3 separate regions of the Rattus norvegicus genome follow, and regions 1 and 2 are each linked to region 3. The links are chromatin contacts, called in public Hi-C maps. All regions are on one chromosome and are shown on one strand. The core of a region is the stretch at or near the end of the contact, and the rest is flanking DNA. Distances in the headings are between cores, read along the strand shown.

Region 1 (2,700 bases), core at 173-2,672, 280 kb after region 3:
TTGCCTCTGTATTGACTGTGCATTGCAGACTGAAGACTAAGAGGCTGGCATGCACATTCCTAGTTCAGTCCATTTCTATCTCTCTTTCCTTCCATTTTCCTTCTCTCCCTCCCCATCTCTCTTACTCTCCCTTACATATTTTGAAATGGGCTTAACTGTATCAACCTGTATCAACCTACTCTATTCTCAAACTCACAATTCTCTCTTGCCTCAGAGACGGGTGGGATAGCACATGTGCACACCCACGCCCAGCCCAGATTTGGTTCCTATACCTTTCCTAGATAAAAGGAACCTCTGCTTCTCAGAAATGGTTGATTCCAGGATCAAAGCATATATATATATATATATATATATATATATATATATATATGTGTGTGTGTGTGTGTGTATGTATATATGTATATATGTATATATGTATATATGTATATATGTATATATATGTGTGTGTATGTATATATGTATATATGTATATATGTATATATGTATATATGTATATATGTATATATGTATATATGTATATATGTATATATGTATATACATACTCCATGGGTACCAGACTTGCAAGTGATATGTATACATTGCTGGAGGTAAAACACCAATACACCTAAAATGTCTTTTATAAACATTTTAAGAAACAAGAATACAGAAGCTATATGTCTACCACACCACTAGCCTAGTTGAAAAGCTTGATAGACAAAATAAATATGGTGGTAACGGGTTACAATTCCTACAATAACATAAACAGTCATGAGAATATAGGATTAATCTACAAATACATGGAGAGGAAGGAAATCTCTTTCTATAGTAGAAATCTAATTAATGAACGTAGATGAATGACAGAAATATCATCACTCTGACATGCGCTGGTAATTATCAGTATCATTAGGGCAGGTAGGCATAAGTAAGTTAGGAACAGAGCAGGTTGACTTCGTGTGTCTTTTGCTATTATCTGAGAAAGTTGTGCTGCCACTTCTCTGATGTTTTTGCAAAAATTTATAACCTTAATTCAATAGTAAGGTTGACAAAACAAACCCGACAAGACAAAATTGAAAGTCGTTATCTAAAATCACAGGCCATGAAAGTACTATCCGTGTTGAGAAGAATCCAGGGCTCTGAGACCTGAGCGACTGTTACAGACCTGAGCCAGGGAGGGGGCGCTAGACAGACAAAAGACAAAAGACGCAGTGAGATAAATGTGAGGCTCAGGGCACTTTTTCCAACATTCATTCCCCGGCTTCGGCAATTGTGTTATGGAGGTTTAACATCTGGGGAAGCTAGATGAAAAGCTTTCTGGGCTTTGTACTATTGTATAACTGTTTTGTTAGGAAAAATAGAAAGTTAATATTCAGAGTGCCTGGACGTGGCCCAGCAGAGACAGGTATTGGCCTCCAAGCCCGAGGATCGATCTGCCTTTGACCCCAGGACCCACACAGCTGCACATAGAATAAATAAAGTGTGGCAACTTTTTAAAAAGAAAATTAAGACAGAGATCACAGCAGAGAGATTTAAGGACAAGTTAACTCTCTTATTAGCTCTTATTATTCTGGACATGATCAAAAAAATTTTTTTTCAAAAAAGGATTATTTCTCTAAAGAAATAGCCATGAATTGTTTGATTTGCCATGCATTTAAAATTATCGTTTCAATTCAAATTATGTGAGTGGAATGTGTATGTAAGTAAAAGGATAAGACGTAGAAACTAAGTGCAAAGAAATGACGTCTCTTGGAGGAGAACAGGGATCATGCATGGAATGACCGCCTTCCTGGGCTTCAGTTACTGCATACTGAAAATCAGTAATATCTACCAAATACTGATGTGCACAGATTGTCTTAAATTATTATACTAATCAGAGTACAGGGACTCTGCCTTCTCAGTATGAAATTGAGAACGGGTCCTACAGTGTTCACTAAAGTAGACGTGGATACAGTGCCCGAAACCAAAAGCAGTTTGGTGGGAATTTTGAGGAGGAGTTTTTCTGGCGCTCTATTTTAAGGTCATCTTGAAAGACCATCTCTATTCATAAAGTTCACAGTCTTTTCACCCATGATGTGCTGAGTCTTAACCCACAGGATTATAGTCTGGTCTGCTTGGGGGCAAGTGTCTTAGGATCCCCAAGCAGTGTAATGATCATGTGTTTATGTTAAAGGCTCAAAGTCAGGTCGGTAAAGTAGAGTAGAATTAATTGGAATTAATTGACTCAGAATATCAAAAATCATAAAATTATAAGCTCTAGAGTTCAGGAAATGATGGACACTGATAGAGACAAGCACCATCAAGGTCACCCAGTCTTGAAGTTTTTATCCCACAGTGTCTCACCAGATAGAGCTTAGGCCAAGCCTCAAGCTCGCCGTCTTCCTTCTCAGCCTCCCGGGTACTGAGATTACAGAGTGTTTTGAAGAAACTTAGTTTACACCACCTAAGAGTTATTTTTTTCCTTTTGTTTCTTTCTACAAATACATGCACATAGATGGACAGCTATCCCTGAACATGCTTCTTTGCTCCAGAGTCTGTTCTTGCTGTAATGGCCTTTAGTGCTTATCCCGGTCACCTGATACAAGTCTGGTGCCAAGAAATGGGCTCCAGCTGTTTCCTAGCAGAGCCCTTAAGGGGTTCGGCAGGTTCCAGGCTAATATGAATTATCAAGTTGATAGGCTCTAGAGTCACCTAGGACACAAGCCCTGGTCATACCATGACAGACCA
Region 2 (2,700 bases), core at 166-2,665, 420 kb before region 3:
CCTCTTGAGGAAAGGACTGGAAGAGCTTGAAGGGACTTGAGACCCCATATGAACAACAATGCCAACCAACCAGAGCTTCCAGGGACTAAGCCACTACCTAAAGACTATACATGGACTGACCCTGGACTCTGACCTCATAGGTAGCAATGAATATCCTAGTAAGAGCACCAGTGGAAGGGGAAGCCCTGGGTCCTGCTAAGACTGAACCCCCAGTGAACTAGATTGTTGGGTGGAGGGCGGCAATGGGGGGAGGATGGGGAGGAGATCACCCATAAAGAAGGGGAGGGGAGGGATTAGGGGGATGTTTGCCCAGAAACCGGGAAGGGGAATAACAATCGAAATGTAAATAAGAAATTCTCAAGTTAATAAAGATTTAAAAAAACCCTCTTGAGAAAGTCTGCAGATTATCGAAGGGAAACTGTAGCCATTACCTCCAGCCGTCTTTGACTGGATCTGGTTTCTGGATAAGTGTGTGAGTTATTTTTCTTAAAGGATTCACTTTTGCTCTTTCACCTGTCTTGGATATAGTACTGATTATCTAATCTATATGTACATGTTCTTACTCCTACAGGTATAGCTTCCACCCTCCCTCCCTCAAGCTCCTCCATTTTTTATTCCATTTTCCATGCAGGTGATGGGGTCTTATATGTGTTACACAAATGCTTTACCACTAGCCTGGCCCTTAAGTTCCTTCTCAACTAGGCTTCTTTATGTTCGTTCTATTTTCTGGTTTAGGTAAACATTTTAGAATCTAGTAACTCATCCTCACCTCTCTTTTGTGAACCATTAGCAACACAAGCATAGAAGCAGGGACTAGCTTAGCGCACAGTTGCACTCTAAGTCACACGCAGTGTGTGTGTGTGTGTGTGTGTGTGTGTGTGTGTGTGTGTGTAAAATGTAATAATCTTAAAAGTGGCATCGCTGAAGTGACCATATGTGGTACTATGCGGTAAGAAAAACTTAATCTTCGTGTTCTAGAATTTCCGAGTTCTCTTAAGACAGGACGTCTTATTAAAAATTTCTAAATCTCAAATTTTAAATTATTAACAAGAGAGGAGGATTGGCGATGTAGCAGTTCTTTGGTAGTGTGCTTGCCAAGTGTGAAGGAGGACCTGGGTTGATCCCTAGCATAAAACCGCCCTTCAAACATAAAAAAAATTTTTTTTTCCTAATAAGTCTTCTTGTCTACTCTGAAAGAATAAAATAAACTGTTACATGTGAAAAGTCCTTGGGAATATTTGGTCAAACGCTGCAAAAATGTTTGTAGTTGATGACAAACAATTAAAACAAATGGAATGCCTGAGCTGAAGAAACACCAATCAGGTTCATCTCCAGGCAAGGGAAGCCAAGGGTTGCTACGTGACGTCATTTCTCCGCGCCGGGCGCGAAGTGCTTCCACCCTGGCCCCGGGAAGAGCTTTGAGCCATGGGGACCTGGCGGCGTTTGCTGCTCTTTGGCGGGGTGTCACTCCGGGGTGGTGGCGTGGCCGCTGCCCTGCCCCTGGGGTGCCGAGCTTTGGGTTGTGGGCGTCAGGTGTGTGCGGAGCGCGGGCGGGGGTGGTACGGGCCGTACCGCATGCGCCTGCGCGCTCCCGCTAGCGGGCTTCCTAGAAGGTGGCTGGGGCTTGTGGTCCCAAACTGTCCCGAGTGTGCATTGCTCTCTTGTCTTGGGGTTATTTAGTGAATAGGTTAAGGAGAAGGACTTAACTCGGTAAAAAGGAGAAGGGCTTAACTCGGTAAAAAGGCAACTTTAGTTGTTGTTTTTTTAAACATCCTCACCTATACTGGCAGACAGATTTCAGCTTGAATAGTTTATCTTTATCTTGAGATTAGCAGTCGATAAAGAGCACTTAACGACTAAATCTATGTCAATGAACAGAATTAGAAAAGAAAGCCCTAATAGACCCAAACTCTGGATTCTTTTCTCTTTTACAGCGTAGTAATGCAGTAAGGAGGATGATTGGTTTAAATCACCCTTTTTTGTTTTTTAAGTTATTAGGTGCTGAGGGTGAGGCCTTGAAACAAAGAAGAACCCAAATCATGTCCCGAGGACTTCCTAAGCAGAAGCCTATAGAGGGTGTTAGAGAAGTTATTGTTGTGGCCTCTGGAAAGGGTGGTGTTGGAAAGTCTACCACGGCAGGTATTGTAAGGTGTTCCTTCCCCTCCTGACTAATAAATTGTGCTCTCAAATGCACTGTAAATGACCACTTTTCAGGCTTCATATTTGTGATGTTTCTAACATTGGTTCCTTAGTATTAGGATTTGATAACGGCTGGAAGCTGAACTAAAACACGTTCGTTTCCAGATTGCCTATTCAATAGAGCAAAGAGTTAGCTTGCCTACCGATATTCTGTTCACTGATCTGGGAATCTCTATCAGAGGATGGTATGCAAATTATGTTAACCACTTAGCCTAGTGTCTTTTCCATAAAAGTGCCTAGTAACTGGTTGCTGTTACTTTTAAAACATCTAGTAACTGTATGCTAAATTATGTCTGTTCTTCACCTGAATATTTGCAAGGAGAACATTTATTATTGTGTTTGTTTTTCATTTAATCACATAATTTATAGCATTTATAAAGTCACCAAAGACTATGTTCCTGTCTTCAGGTGCATGTGTGTGGAGGGCAGAAGGAAACATCTTTGTTGTTCTCCACATTTTTCAATGACTGCTTGGCCACTGAGCTCTCAGGATCTGCCTGT
Region 3 (2,700 bases), core at 87-2,586:
AGTTTCTTCGGAGCTTAAAGGCCATGATTTCCTTCGTTCAAATTCTCTCTGCCTTTTCGTGTCAATGCACAGATGAATAATACATGGAAAGCTCGACGTACTCCCAGACTTGCGTAATTTCTAACAGTCTCAAAAAAGACCGAATGCAGTATCATGAAAGTCGGGAAGCAGAGAGTTGAATTGATGGTGAGCCCTTGGGGCCACCCTAAACCATCTAAGTCTTGGGGTCTGGCTCAACTTCCCTAAGAATGGCTAGGATCAAGGGCCTGCGTCTGTGTCGTGCCCACGGGGAAAGGACTCCTCTTGCCCTCGACTAGCTCAGGCTTCTGGCTGAGAGTGGCTCCAGGTCCCGGGCCGGTGATGTCTGTGGTCGGTAAGCGATTACCAGGCAGGGCTGGCGGTGCACACACAACACACAGAGGCAAGTCTCTGCGACGGAGCTCAGGCACATTCTTCTCTTTGCATTCTTCAGTGCCCAGAGACCTTAGGCTCCAAGGCTTAGAGGGATTTATGGAGGAGCGTTCGGCGCCCATGCCATGCCTTGCAACGGCTAACACAGCCCCGAGTTCCTTTGCAGGACTCCGGATTACCGCCAAATACCGAAGGAAGGCAAGGGAGAAGGCAGGGGAGGCTCGGCGACCAAGCCCGGCGTGAGGCGCCTAAAGCGTGGAGGATGGGACGGAGGAGGAGCGGAACACGGAGAAAGGGGAGAGCTGAGGAAAAACACTCACGCCAATGGGTAACAGGGAAAAGGTGAGAAGGAAGGGAGTAGGAGCGGGAGCCAATGGGTGGGAGAGGCGGAGATAGGGGGAGGGGCAGAAGCCAATGGAGAGCGGGCCCCGAGCGGGGACGCGGCCCTGCGCGCTCGCGCGCCCCCTCCCTCCGGCGCGGCAGCTCGCGCCTCCTCGGCTCCCGGGAGACGAGGGCAGGGGCGGGGCCGAACCGGGAGCGCGGCTCGGGAGGCGTCTGGAGGTGAGCGCCGCGGGGCGGGGGAATTATGGGGCGGGCGGCGCGGGCACGCACGCGCGCCCCCGTGCTGCCCGCGCCGCCCCCGGCCGGGTGTGTGGCTTCGCGCGCGCGCGTGCGTGCGTTCCGGCGGTGCGCGCCGGGAGAGATGCTGAGGTAAAGTTCGGGAGAGAGGGAGAGATCCGTCAGCGCGAGGAGCCCGAGTGGCCGCCATTACTGAGCCCAGCGCGACGGCGGGCGCGGGGGAAGGGGGGAGGGTCGGGGTTACCGCTGCCGGCAGGCGGGCGGGTTACCGGGCAGCGCGAGCCGCGGGGCTCGGGCTTTCGGGGCGTGTGTGTCGGCGAGGGCGCGGGGAGCGCGCCGGCAGCGAGAGGCGAGCCGAGAGTGGAGGAGGCGGCGGCGGCGGGAGCGCTCCCCAGGAATGTCGCTGCCGCCGCCACCACCGCGGCCGCTGCCGTTGAGGAGGCGACGGAGGAGACCGGCGTTGTTAGGTAGGACCTCCGAGAGCGGGCTGCGCGGGGCCTGCCGCTTCCCTCCCGCCAGGGACCCTCGGTCGCCGCCGCCGGTTGTAACCAGTTGAAGGGGCTGGGGCTGGGGCCGGGCGGCTGGGTCCTCGCAGGCCGGGCCGCGAGGATACGGTCGGCTGAAGGGCAGAGAGGCCGGAGAGGGGCCGCTTTCTCCACAGGTGATCGGGCCGGGGGCGGCAGAGGCCTGCTGGTAGCCGAGCTCGTGCCGGCCCCGCCAGGCGTCCTCTCTCCGCGCCACCTTCACTTGTCCGGGGCTTGGAGGGTGCGCGGGGAAGGAAGGTGGCGGGGTCGGCTGGCTGGGCTGCCGCTGTTAACGAGTTCCACCTGGAAGGGGGAGCGCGGTGGGCGCAGATCCGCAGGAACAGGACCTCGGCTGCAAACTTAACCGCCTTTCCGGGGGATCGGCCCTTTCACTTTTTTCTTATCTCCTCGACTCCTCCCTAGGCTCACCACCACATTCCCATCTGCTAAAGCTTGGGGTAAGGGAGTGAGAAGTTGCACTGCGCAACCCAAACACAGACTCCTTCCTGTCGTTTGACTGCTTACTGGGCCGGGGCTTTGATCCCGAGTTTTGGCTGGAATAACCTCTAAAATTTCCCTCGGTTCCCAGTAAAGAAAAGTATCGGGGTGGGGGTGGGGAGCAGCTCGGGAGCGCGCGTGCACTTATCCACACATAAATACACTCCCTCACACCCTCCCTCTCCAGCGTTATTGGAAATGCAAGTGAGGTGCAAGCTGAGGCTGAAGGGTGCTAGAAAGTAAGGACAAACTATTAGAACGACTAATAAAATTCCGAGAAAGTAGCAGGGAAGGAGTTCATACTTTTACAAAATATGATGGGAATCCAGTTTGGGCCAGTGCTTAGTAAATAATAAGTAAAATGTACTAAATCAAAACCAAGATAGTGAGATGAGTGAGTTTCCTCATCCATCTAACCTTATATGTCATCAGTTTACAGTGTTTCTTTTGTGAAGGTAGAAACCAAGGACATTTTTATAAATGTTCAAGTATGAAACCATGAAATGCCTCTCTGTTTACTAGTGTTTGTGCGTGTTGCCTTCGGCAGGTGTGTGAGGTGGGGGTTGCCCTTTCTACTTAAATTCAAAACCAATATCCACTTTGAACAGGATGTTAGGAGTTGTTTACTGGCATGAGGAGACCACTCACTTCATGGAAGAGTTCTCTTAATCTCTAAGACAGTTCTTCC

The links. Hi-C and Micro-C count contacts between places; a contact is called where the count stands out from the background.
Region 1: a contact with region 3 is called in a Hi-C map of liver, with 2.1 times the contacts expected there. The contact joins the enhancer-like site here to the promoter of Arhgap5 in region 3.
Region 2: a Hi-C map of frontal cortex shows a contact between it and region 3, with 1.7 times the contacts expected there. The contact joins the promoter of Nubpl here to the promoter of Arhgap5 in region 3. A contact is called at or near these places in 4 of 12 Hi-C or Micro-C datasets (the A7r5 cell line, the Rat2 cell line, Schwann cells and 1 more) and 1 of 1 datasets of contacts at active chromatin or transcription factors (oligodendrocytes).

Annotation. Positions count from the first base shown.
Region 1 is chr6:75,987,394-75,990,093 of GRCr8, forward strand. The region is part of intron 1 of Akap6 (A-kinase anchoring protein 6); the gene reads left to right. Among named protein-coding and RNA genes, the nearest start is that of Akap6, 69 kb to the left of the region's middle. Within about 2 kb of position 1,423, at least 1 of the 93 cell types and tissues checked has an H3K27ac peak or open chromatin away from gene starts, as enhancers often do. A contact at or near this core is called in liver, where this site is marked.
Region 2 is chr6:75,293,237-75,295,936 of GRCr8, forward strand. It overlaps Nubpl (NUBP iron-sulfur cluster assembly factor like), which reads left to right and starts at 1,416. Exons shown (of 11, transcript NM_001185025.1): 1 at 1,416-1,533; 2 at 1,992-2,139. The coding sequence starts at 1,426.
Region 3 is chr6:75,710,382-75,713,081 of GRCr8, forward strand. It overlaps Arhgap5 (Rho GTPase activating protein 5), which reads left to right and starts at 1,337. Exons shown (of 7, transcript NM_001399400.1): 1 at 1,337-1,457.